Regions from separate parts of the Rattus norvegicus genome. Here region 1 is linked to region 2. The links are chromatin contacts, called in public Hi-C maps. All regions are on one chromosome and are shown on one strand. Each heading gives the region's core, a stretch centred on a gene start, on an enhancer-like site or on the middle of the called end of the contact. The rest is flanking DNA. Distances are from core to core; before and after follow the strand shown. Region 1 overlaps Ptprd (protein tyrosine phosphatase, receptor type, D). Region 2 overlaps Ptprd (protein tyrosine phosphatase, receptor type, D).

Evidence for each region. Hi-C and Micro-C count contacts between places; a contact is called where the count stands out from the background.
Region 1: a Hi-C map of liver shows a contact between it and region 2, with 5 times the contacts expected there. The contact joins two enhancer-like sites. A contact is called at or near these places in 3 of 12 Hi-C or Micro-C datasets (the A7r5 cell line, liver and psoas muscle).

What each region holds. Positions count from the first base shown.
Region 1 is chr5:95,591,901-95,597,510 of GRCr8, forward strand. The region is part of intron 10 of Ptprd (protein tyrosine phosphatase, receptor type, D); the gene reads right to left. Among named protein-coding and RNA genes, the nearest start is that of Dmac1, 1.3 Mb to the left of the region's middle. Within about 2 kb of position 4,026, at least 55 of the 93 cell types and tissues checked have an H3K27ac peak or open chromatin away from gene starts, as enhancers often do. A contact at or near this core is called in liver, where this site is marked.
Region 2 is chr5:95,508,381-95,514,665 of GRCr8, forward strand. All of the region lies in intron 10 of Ptprd (protein tyrosine phosphatase, receptor type, D), which reads right to left. Among named protein-coding and RNA genes, the nearest start is that of Dmac1, 1.2 Mb to the left of the region's middle. Within about 2 kb of position 2,086, at least 17 of the 93 cell types and tissues checked have an H3K27ac peak or open chromatin away from gene starts, as enhancers often do. A contact at or near this core is called in liver, where this site is marked.

The DNA.
Region 1 (5,610 bases), core at 2,776-5,275, 85 kb after region 2:
TTGAGCTTAACTGTGAAGAACTTAAATATACTTCTCCTTTTTTTTAAGAGAAAGAAGGGAAATTTGGACACTTTCCTTGTTGAAATGTACTCAAGCCAAGCAATGACGTTTTCATAAGCATTACCAACTCCTGATTAGAAGCAAACGAGATTATCCATAGGAATATCCCAAAGAAACCAATCCTTTGGTAGAAATGTCACTGCGATATAAAAACCACAGACGCTTGGGCAAGTGACGTCTGTTCAACGAAAGTCACTGGCAAATACTATCTAAGCAATCTCCTTCCACATACCAGACTGCTTCAGCTGAAGTAGTATAACACAGGGATCCTCAGTCTCATAGGCTACAGAGAATAGCTCCTCTCTTTGGTTTTTCTTGGCAAATTATCGATAATATAAAACAGAAGGTTTTAAAGTGCTGATTTTGTTTAAGGCTGCAAAGTACCTTCATGGCACCACCGGTAAACAGCTTTCCTTAGTGACTTTCTCCAGAGACAGAACAGAACAAGGATTAAGCAAAGAAAATAAAGAAATCCAAGGGGCAGCAAGAGATTACCAATAAATCTGGTTTAACACAATCTCACTTTCTCATCCTGACCTTCTCAATTAAATATGACTGTCCTTTTATAAAAACCGGACTTATCAAATACTCATTGAATCCCATGGAAAACCGAGCATTATTACTTTTATACTTAGTACCTTAAATATATGGATTGGTAACTGCAAGTGTGTCTTGAAGCCACCCTGTTAGGTACTCTACATCAAAGGTAAAGTTCTTTCAAAGAAACTTTTGGGTACCAGAACTAAGGGCCATTTGTATAGATGTCAAAGATATTAGCCTTTAATAAGTCTACTGCTCTCAGGACACAAACAAGCTATAACTCTAGACTACTTACAAACACATGCTGAAATTAGCAAGGGATGTTTAAAAAGAACACTTTGAGGAATCGATCTTTCTTAGGGTGGCATTTTTCACATAAGACAGTGTTGATAATTCCACATTTATCCTTTAAAGTACAAAGTCGTTCAGTGCCATGATCGGTCAAGTAAGTCTGAAGGAATCCAATATGGAAATATTTACAGTGTGTTCTTCTACAAAGAATCACCCGTTTCAATTTGAAAAAAACTGGAAAGCAACAGAAGATCAGTGCAAGTAGACTTGATCTTACTGTCTAACGTCATCAGGATTGGCACAGCTGGTCAATTTCAGATTTTTGAAACTGACACTAAAGATGTACACAGCATCCTCAGTCCAGGTCACTCAAATGCTGTCTAAACTAGACTTAAGAGACTTGGTGTCTCCTTCCTCACAAACTTACACAGCACTTTCAAAAGCATTCCAATCACACAATTAATCCGTGTACATACTTCCTTTAAAGTAACTCTGCTTCGTTTATCTTCTAAACCTGCCTTGGGTAAGCAATATCGTTATTGGACCAATTAGAAAAAGTTATTTATGTTTTTTCCCATGTTTTATTTTACCATAAACTAAGAAACAGGCATCTTATAAGAATCTGCGTAATTTTTTTTTGTTTCAGAGTCTATATGGAAAATTACCCTAATACCACCAGAATGCCATAGAACACCTCAATAAAATTCTCAAAATATCCTTCAATCCATCCACAGCTAACGTCAGAGCATGGGTTTGGGTTTTTCTTAAGGAAAAGGAAAAAACAACTTACAGAACTGCCTACTTGAATTTTTCTTAAATGTCTTCTAGGAAGGGTTTGTGTAAGCCATTGCAAGGTGTCTCCTGAATATAAGAACAGTTATACAGGCCCCTAGTGGCTTAGTGAATAGCAGCACTTGAGGGGAATCCAATTTTTAGTTCTAGACTTTGGGGTATTTTGATTTTCAATGAGTGTCTATCTTAAAAAGCATGTCAAATCATGGCATGCATTATTTTAAGCAGTTCTGTATTTATAATTTTATGCACACCCACACACACACACACACACACACACACACACTTCATTACTTTTATTAATTGTCAACTTCACTGGCCAAGAATTTTTGCCATGACTGCCACAATAGGACAGTTGACACATCTGCTTCGTTACATGTCATTAGAAAGTAGTATCTCACTCATCTGCCTTAAAATACATCTGCGGGCTACTTTTCCTATTTGAAACCCATTTCTATTGTATCACCATTACTAAGGGCTTTATATTAAGTGCTCATTATTTTAAATTAGATAGGCAAATCTAAATGATACTTTTCTTTTATGGTTATAGAAATCTCAATGTGTGTCCCATAACAGCACCCATTTAAAAATATTTACAATTAAAAACACCCTTTAATTCTCCATCCCCCTGTGTCTTTCCTTCACAAAAGAAAATTCCAGGCAAGCACATTTACAGCTTTTAGCAATTTTTAACTGGACACAATCTGACAGCTGAATTCATGAAAGTGACCAGCTTGTCAATTTCACACTTTGAAAGTACAATAATAGATGATAACATGCGGGTGAATTTAAAAAATCTGTCACAGAATTGCTAGCTCCGTTGAAAAGGACAGTACAGTACATGATTATGGGAGGCAGGAGGCAGGGGAAATTTTATTGTCCATTTAGGAGATCTGTTTCAAGAATTTGGATACAGAGCATAAAAAATGTGCTTCCTTTTGGTACAATATGGGGCCATAGAAGAGATCTGTTCAAAGGAAGATGCTTTCCCTTGAAGATCAATAGTGCTTTCACAATTGGGATCATTTAAAGATTCGTTTAAATCAGAATGTTGTGAGTTTGGGTGTACCATCCTGGATTTGCATCAAGTTGAGACCTTGGTGTGTGCACTCTGAGACAGAGAAATAGGCACACCACCAGAAGAACCTCTGGTTGAAGGGAATCAGCGTAGTTGTGCTACAGACGGGCAAAAAAGAATACACCAAAGTCTGCCTTTGTAGCTAATTACAACCTCAAATCCGTGAACTAAACAGTTACTAGTTACTAAAGGGCTCAAAATGTGTGAGCTGCTGCCTCTTACTTCCCTAGCATTAGCTATCGGAGCACGTAAAAGAGAAAAGATAAACAATTTAAGAGCAAATACAGGGCCAGTGATCCCTTTAAGGTGCAGATTGTAGATGTGGTTGGGGGATATAACCCAGTCAAGAAACCCAGGCAACAGGAAATGTTAGGCAAGTAGAGTAGTGGGGGGCGAACTGGAAACAACACAAGTGGGTTGTGATAGTCCGGGTTTTGAAGAATGGCACTACTATTTGTAATTTAGAACACACGATTGATGAAAACCAAGCTCATACTTACAAAAAAAAAAATCTAAGCAGAACAAAAACTGACTTCACTTGTTAAAGATTTAAAATAAAATCAACATCGCGGAGAAGAACCAGGGCAAGTTTTTGTTGTTGTTTTTAGCATGTCTATGGAAAAGCCTACTATCAGCGTGTAGCAAAGCAAAGAATCTTTGGTTGGTGGCTTTCTTTTTGAATTGTTTCCTACTACTTCAACTCTTCGTAATAAATTATGCGTTTCCTTTCCCTGGTACGAGTGTGTGTGAGTACACCAGATTCCCGCAGCAGAACTAGAGCTCCTATCCGGCTACAGAAAGCGCTCCAAACAATCCCCCTCCCACAGGCAGCCACGGACCCTCAAGTGCCTCCTATTTTTCCTTCTCCGCACCAGTTCAGAGCAGAGAATCAACCAAAATCGCCCTCCAGAACGGGCCGCTGCCGCCCGGGGCAAATCGCCGAACCGTGGCTGAGCAGAATCCGGAGCGGAGTCGCTCCGGGCACTCGGCGGTCCCGGGCTAGGCGGGCTCCGGGCTCCAGAACCCGGACGGCTTACCTGTTCACGTCGGCTCGGGGCAGCCGCCGCCCGCGCGGCTCCCAACACCGCGCTCCAGCCCTCCGAGGCCGTGCCGCCTCCGGGCGGCTGTTCAGTCCCGCAGCCGCCGCCGCCCAGCCCGCGCGGCAGCCGCAAGTGGCGAGTCCGCGGGAGTCCCGGCCGTGCTGCCGAGCGCCCCGCCTCCCTTTGCCAGCGCCGTGTCCTCGGCCCTGGCGCCCGCCGCTCGCCGCCGCTCCCGCTCCTCCCGCTGTTCCACGCTCCTCCCGCTCCTCCACGCTCCTCCGCGCCCTCCTCCTCCTCCTCGCGCGGCTGCTCCGGCGCGCTGCTGGGGGGTCCGGCCGCGTCTCGCCTCCTCCCTCCGCCTCTCCCGTTTCCTCCTTCCTGCTGCTGCCGCCGCCGCTGCTTTTAAAGCAGATTCTTTGGCCACAAATAGCAACTCGGCTGCCCCCCTCAGCGCCTCCCTCCGGTTCTTGTCTTCTTCCCCCCAAAAGTGAAGCGCGAGCGAGATAACCCGATACTGAGGCCCGCGGGGGTGAGAGGGGCGGGCGAGGGGTGCCTGCAGCTCGGGAGTGGGGTCCGGATTGCACTGGCCGGAGCCAGGACGGAGTGGCCAGCCCACACCTAGAACCTGGCGGGAACCTGGCGGTCACAGTTGCCGGCGAGGTGGCTCGGTTGGGGAAATGAAATGAGGGAGCTCAGGAAAGTAATTTTCTAGGCTTCTCTCTTTGTTTCCTTGTCTGGGTGATTTCTAAAATCCTCGTAACTGCTGGAGATCCCACGGAATCGCTGTGCCCAGCGCTTGGGGATTGTGTGTGCGTGCCGTCTGAGCCCGAGTGTGAGTGTGGGTGCGTCCCGGGCGGGGAGAGCCAGTCCGCTGCGCCCGCTGGCGAACCTTCAATCTGGACCTCACTTACTGAGGGCCAGACAGCTGGAGTAAGGAGGGACAGGCTGGAGAACTGGGCGAAGGGGCGCGTGTACACACACACACACACACACACACACACACACACACACACACACACACACAAACACACACCACAACACACTCGAAACACAGCGCGTGCGCGCGCACACAAGCAGGAGAGAGAGAGAGAGAGAGAGAGAGAGAGAGAGAGAGAGAGAGAGAGAGAGAGAGAGAGAGAGGAGAAGGGGAGGGGGCTGGGTGACGTCACTCCCCAACATCCTTCCACCCAGCCAGAAAAGACCCTCTCAGATTCACTCAACTCATCCTGGTGCAGGCACATGCACACCCGGGCGCTTCCCGCTCTGCTTCCTGAAGCACAGGAGGAAGAAAGGCTGGTCGCGCCCTATTCAAAGCAGTTGAATAATACAAGGGGCGTTCATTGATGAGACTGAGTTGTGTCTATCCCAGTTCACCTTGGCATCCTCCTTCTTGGACTTTTCTGTAGGATCCTTACTTTGAAGGCAGAGAGGAAGGAAGGGAAGTACCCAAATCTTGGTGTGAAAACTCCTAGGGTGCTTTCAACTACTTGCTCTTATGTTAGCAAAGCACTGCTCTCCGGCTTTCCTGAAAGACAACAAAAACCTCTCCAGACAGGCACCAATGGTTGGACCAGGGTGGAAAAGGTGCCTGGTGCGGATTGCTAGCTAAAAGACGTGTTTAAGCTTCTTCCTTACTCATATGATCTCCAGCATGTGGGGGAAGTCAGCAGCTGGAAGCCTCCACTGGCAACCAGCCCATCAAAATTCATTAGGAACACCATGAGAAAGGTCAAGTGAAGCGAAGCCTGGGCCTTCAAGCCACCTCCACTGCTCATTCTGTGTTCAGGCCAGCCAATGCAAACAGCACTT
Region 2 (6,285 bases), core at 836-3,335:
TACTAGCACCATTTTGCAGATAAGGAAACCAAGGCTTGTTGAAGTTACAGAACTTGCCTAGGGTGATACTGAGAGAGAGATAGGAATGAAGCCCTCTGTCATGCTGACAAATTTGCTCAAGGTGAAGCAAGAAGATTTTTCACCAGCGAGTGGCCAATGGTTTGGGTTTTTAAGCTGTTGCACTGACAAATGACTCAGGTCCATTTTCATATCACAACGCTGCTCTGATGACTAAGTGAGATTGCCACAGGCTTTTCAAGTCCACTCGTATGCTATAGAAACCCAAGATAGGACAAAACAGCAGGTAAAGAAGATAATTAACTTCCGAAAAGAGAAATGAAAACCTGAGTATCGGGACACATCATATTTACCTCACTGGTCAGGACTTCACCTCCTAATGTACATTAAAGTTTTTATTTTACCCTCACATCCTGGTTCCTCAGCGGTTCACAGTAGGTGTGGGCACCCGACCTCTAATGACAACTCATCTTCGCTCCTAATGCTATGCCGAGGCTGTAAAACCATGAATTAGCAACAAATCCCCCACTCTTTGCCCCTTCAGCCCTTGGAGTTTAACTCCTCTCACATTACAGTATTTATTGAATTTCCCAGCCAAACGGTGTTCTGCTCCATAAAATTCTGACAAGTGGACTCTGCCAAGCTAATAATGGCTTCATTCTGCTGAAATAAACTTATTTCACTGCGGCAAACAAAACGCCATGACCTGGAAAGGTTATTTTTAACTGGGTAATGACTCAGTCCCAACCAAGCATTTCCCTCAAGGTTCCCTGTTTTAAATAAGTTACATTTCTTAAATATAAATGTATGTTATTATGTATGTTCTTGTCTATCAATCTTGCACAATGAAGTGAAAGTGGATATTTTTCATTGCTTAAAGTGTTTGATTCCGTTATTCAATAGCTGGTCAGCTTATCAGAGCAGGTGTCCTGAGTGCCTGTCTGACAGAATCACCCAAAGAACTGGGGGAAAAAAACAATAAATAAATAAAAGTGCAAAGTTCTTCTTAAAACAGATTCTTGGTTTGGCTGCAAGTTTTCTTTTAATTAAGCAGCAGCAAATCCTTTCCTTTCTGAACCGCTTTTCAAAGCGCCTCTAAGAAAGGGCTTTCTTATCACACTATTTTTAAAAGTGTGAATAAATTTTGCTAAGGTTGCTTAGGCTGTTTACCAATTAAAGGTACGCCCGGACAGATTTATTTGCATCCACATTGTCTAACATTTTACCCTTTTCTTAATTCCCACCCCCTCACACACACACAAAAATTGAAAAGCAAATCCGACTTCAATTTTCTCCATACTGCTTTAATGTTTCAGAGTGACACTGTCCTGTAAGATGCCCAAAACCAAACAAATGAAGAAACAGAAACAAATGCCAGGATGAGGTCAAATTTTTCTCCAAGTTTCAAATGATCAGGGAGTCCAAAGGCTCAATTACAACAGCTGGGATCTTGTACCAACATGCTGCACCCTGCCAGCCCTGCCTTCTGAGACTAATAAAAGAGAAAAACCCTTGACAGAGAACAGCTGGGCTCTTTATGAATCTGTTCAATAGAAATGAGGAGGACACACACAGCCCACCAAAACTCATGGCTGGGTGTGTAGGCACAAAGGCACAAAAAAAGGAGTCTGGTAAGATAGAACATGTATTTAAAGGAGACTGGAACCAAGAAATGGCAGTGACTAATGCGGGAGAGGTGCTGATTTCCAAAGTATAACTATGTTACAGTCAAATCTGACTGAGCTAGCATAGACAGGAGCCTTAAGGCTGACTGGACAGGAATGTTCATTCATACAGAAGGGAATATAGGAAAGTTTTAATCCGACTAGGGCTTCTGAAGACAAGAATCTTTTAGTTAATTCCTTTAGTCGTGGTTCTGTCCAAACCTGAATACCCTTTGGATGACCTATAGTGTGTATTCACACTTTCAGCAAAAGGTTGCAATATAAATCTCCTTCCTATTGCTTCCTGCCAATTCCTCTGCCTCCAGATTGCAGAAGGCCTTGGCTACCAACAACAACTCTCCCAGTCAAAGCCGTGCCACAGGATCACTGTCAATTAGCCAAAAGAATAAAGGGCATGGAAAAAATCATCAAGCCACCCATGGAGATCACAAAGCTGGTGGCGGCTACCCTGTGCATAGTCCTTCACGTGCAGTAAATCAGACTTTCATGCTAGGTAAGTTAAGGTTAGAGTCAATTTAGAAAAACTACAAGCAGAAACTTAGTGAAAGCACAAGGAACACAAAAACTCTCCAGTATCCAGTATTTTTTTAAAAGAAAATCAGGCAAGTTTCTATGGATACTAGAAAGAAAACAAAAACCATTACCCTTTTCCTGAATACCATGTTCTTTTAAGACTATATAAGTCATCTTTAATTGTTACAGATGGATCACAAATACCAGAGTATTCTCAGCACTTAATTTAGTGGTGTGTGTGTGTGTGTGTGTGTGTGTGTGTGTGTGTGTGTGTGTGTGTGTGTGACAGAGAGAGAGAGAGAGAGAGAGAGAGAGAGAGAGAGAGAGAGAGAGAATAAGGAACAAATTACTGTTCACCATTAATGGCAAGTCAAAAACTGCCCCAGAACATGAGAATCTAAGAGAAACAGTACCATGGCAAACACCATGGCATCTTTTATAAATTAATGGCCCAGGGCAACTACATTCCTGCCTGCTCTAAGTGTGATTTGACTTTGGCTTTGTTAGCCAACATAGAAAATGGTCCAAAGTCACATAAAACAAATAATAAAGCTGAGTGTAGCGGTCCATTCCACCTTAGCATGTGTTAAGACAATATCTGCTTTTGTGATTTGTCCCAGAATCAAAATACAAAAAAGTTTGGAATTACATGCTTGGAAGCTGCATGGCAATAAAAGTGGATGTCTGTTTATGAAGAACTCTAAAGTGATTCTTGATGTCCAAGTCTATTATCTGCCCTGAGAGTCCTGTGCCTCAAAAGGACCCAAGTTTGGTTCCCAGCACTTAATGGCAGGTAGCACACAATGGTAATGTCAACGGATCCAAAGTACTCTTTTGGACTCATTAGGCACCTGCACTCACATACACATAACTACACAAAGATGTACATACTTTTAAAGTGACTAAATATATGACTAGGAAGATGGCTCAGCTGCTAAGAGCACTGGCTTCTTTTCCAGAAGACTCTGGTTCAAGCCCCACCATCCACAGGGCAGCTCACAAGTGGTTGTAACTCCACTCCCATGGTATCTTATGCCCTCTTCTGCCCTCCGAAGCACCAAACACATGAGACACACAGACATACATATATGCACACAAAATATCCATACACATAAAATAAATAATGATAAACGAGTAAAGAGTCTTCTGCACATGGTCCTACAAGAAACTCTAGTTAAATAGAATGAGGCAATACACATATATGTGTGCTCGCTCTCTCTCTCTCTCTCTTTCTCTCTCTCTCTCTCTCTCTCTCTCACACACACACACACACACACAGAGAGAGAGAGAGAGAGAGAGAGAGAGAGAGAGAAGACTTAAATAAGTTGGGAAGAAGGGCATCGGAGAGTAGAGGAAATAGGAAATAAGAGAGTAATGAAGGTATCCATATGATTAAAATATGGTGAGAACATGTTCCCCATTCAACCAATCATTTCAACCCATTTGGCATGTATATGTTTTGCCTCTGTCTTCTTTATTCAGGAGTATCTTTAGTAATGTACCACTGTTTTTTTTTTCATGAAGTAGAGGAGAAGGCACCTGAATAAAGCCTTGTCCTACTGAGTATTTTAATGCTTATTGAACAGTGGAAGAGGGTGGGAAAATGGATCAGAAAAGAAAGGGCTAGAGAGATGGTTCGGCAGTTAAGAGCACTAACCGCTCTTCCAGAGTTCCTGAATTCAATTTCCAGCAACAACATGGTGGCTCACAACCATCTGTAATGGGATCTGATGCCCTCTTTTGGTGTGTGTGAAAACAGCAACAGTGTTCTCATATACATAAAATAAATACAACTTCAAAAAAAGAGAAAGATATGGCTACAGCACAGTGTTCTGGAGATGGCAAACAGAAAAAGAAGGACAAGAAAACATGGAGATGGGGACAGTGCCAGCTAGATCTTCACCGGGCAAGCTCCCTTTTCTTTCCATCGCTGCACATCTTTCTGCAGACCCCACTCGATCAGTCTATAACTTCCCAAGCACTCTTGTACAGGATACTTTAATCTCCTCTTAAACTGGGAAAAAGTTCTAGATTATCTTCTTCCAGGGAAACAATCTTGTCCTCTGGTTATATGCCATTATTTGAGGCTTCTTAAACTTTACCCCCAAATGCTATATGCACTCTTTAGACATTGTTTTTCGCTAACTTTGAAAAATAAAAAAACCCAGCTCAATTATTGTCTTTTCTGACTATGTTTTGATGTATTAAAGCTGAACAGAATCACGGGCCATATCAAAAGCATTCTGGACTTGATCACATCTGTCACGGAGAATTCAAAATTCACTTAGGACAATTAAGTTAACTCAGTAAAAGGGGTTATGTATACTGCAGCTATGGTAGAAAAAAAACATCAAAAATATTTCAGTTGATAGAATATGCCCAAACATAGTTTTCCTAGAGTGAACAATAGACAAGTTATGGTGGAGAAAAGATAACAAGCACCTCCAGTATTGACATTATTTATCATTCAAATAAGATATAATTCTTTTCAAATGCGAAATGAAATAATAAATGAGAGGAAATAGCCAGGGTCAATCCTGTTGCTTCAGATCCATCTTGGAAGAATAGAATTTTATTTACTACTTATTTACTTAAGAATGATGCAACCTGTAGTATTTATAAGTTCATTGATATCTGAAGATAGTGTGCAATATTATGTTGCTCCTATATCACCAATTCTTTAGGTTTTGACTTTGTCAGTATCATGTAACCATACTTTCAGCACGCAATGCACTGCAGAATCAGAAGCATAGCTGAGGGCAATCAATCAGTATAAGAAGTAAGTCACAAAGGCTCCTTGATGTTTAGAATGCCATTTGCCAGGACGATGACTAGGAAAACTTCACCAAAGACGGCAGTTTAGGTAGGGCTGAAATCTTAATCAGATGTGATCTCATAAGGTATTCAGAGGCCTGGGCACACTTCAAATGGAATCTTAGTGAGATGTGATACCTCATATGTACAAAGCGAAGGAAGAGGCATGCTTTAACTCACGCACTTCCGGGGTACCACAACATGGCCTGAAGCTATGTTTTTCCTTAGCAGCCATCTTTTAAAACAGAAGCTGTTGTTGTTAGTAGAAACTTGCTTCAAATCTAGTCAATGAGCTAGGCATACTGGCATATGACTATTAATCCCGAAATTTGGGATACAGAAGTAAGAAAAACCGTAGTTCAATCTCTACTTTGGCAACGTAACATGTTCAAGGCCGATCTGGGTCACATGAGTCAAAAATAAATAAATATATACATAAACATGTCAATAAAAACTTGAAACATATTTGGCCATAGCCTCTCTGCAGGGGAAATATAACACATGACGTCAGAAACTGTGAGTAACCTCAATTCATACTAACTTCATCTATGAGAAACACACACACCAATTGAGAAACAGCACTCAGAATCCAATCTAGTCTTTTTCCCCTCTTTTTTCTTTTACTAAGAGTTTACGTGTAGTTCATCTATCATATTAACAAGCACAGAGCCATAACAGAAGAGAAAAGGCATAAATTATAGTTTAAAATATACAAAACACTTCACATAGTTTATTGTACCAAGCTTTTCAAAAAGACAAGCCTTGTTCTAAAGAAATGTAACTCCAAAGAAATGTAACTATTGAAATAAAGAAAAAAGTTAAGGAGGGAAAAAAGCCCATTGTCTTTTGTTGTTGTTGTTTTTACAAGGATCTATTTGGTTTTGGTACGTGTGGTTGAATTGTGCTTGATTCTATCAGCAAGCTATATCTAAGCCCTTAATTTCCATAGCGGTGACTAAGATTAAGGCCTCTAAGAATGTAATTTATAGGGTTTAAGGCAATGGTTCTCAACTTACCTAATGTTGCAACCATTTAATACAGTTCCTCATACTGTGGGGACCCTTAACCATACAGTTATTTTTGTCACTATCAATTATTGTTTCTTTTTACTTGGCTGGAGTTTGGAGTCCATCACTTACAAATAATGTCTCTTAAGCATTTGTGAGGAAACTCAGCAGTACAAAACAAGTTTTTCCAGCCACCGTGGATTAGTAGTGGTACTAGTGATGCAAAATGTATCTAATGGGTCAGGGTC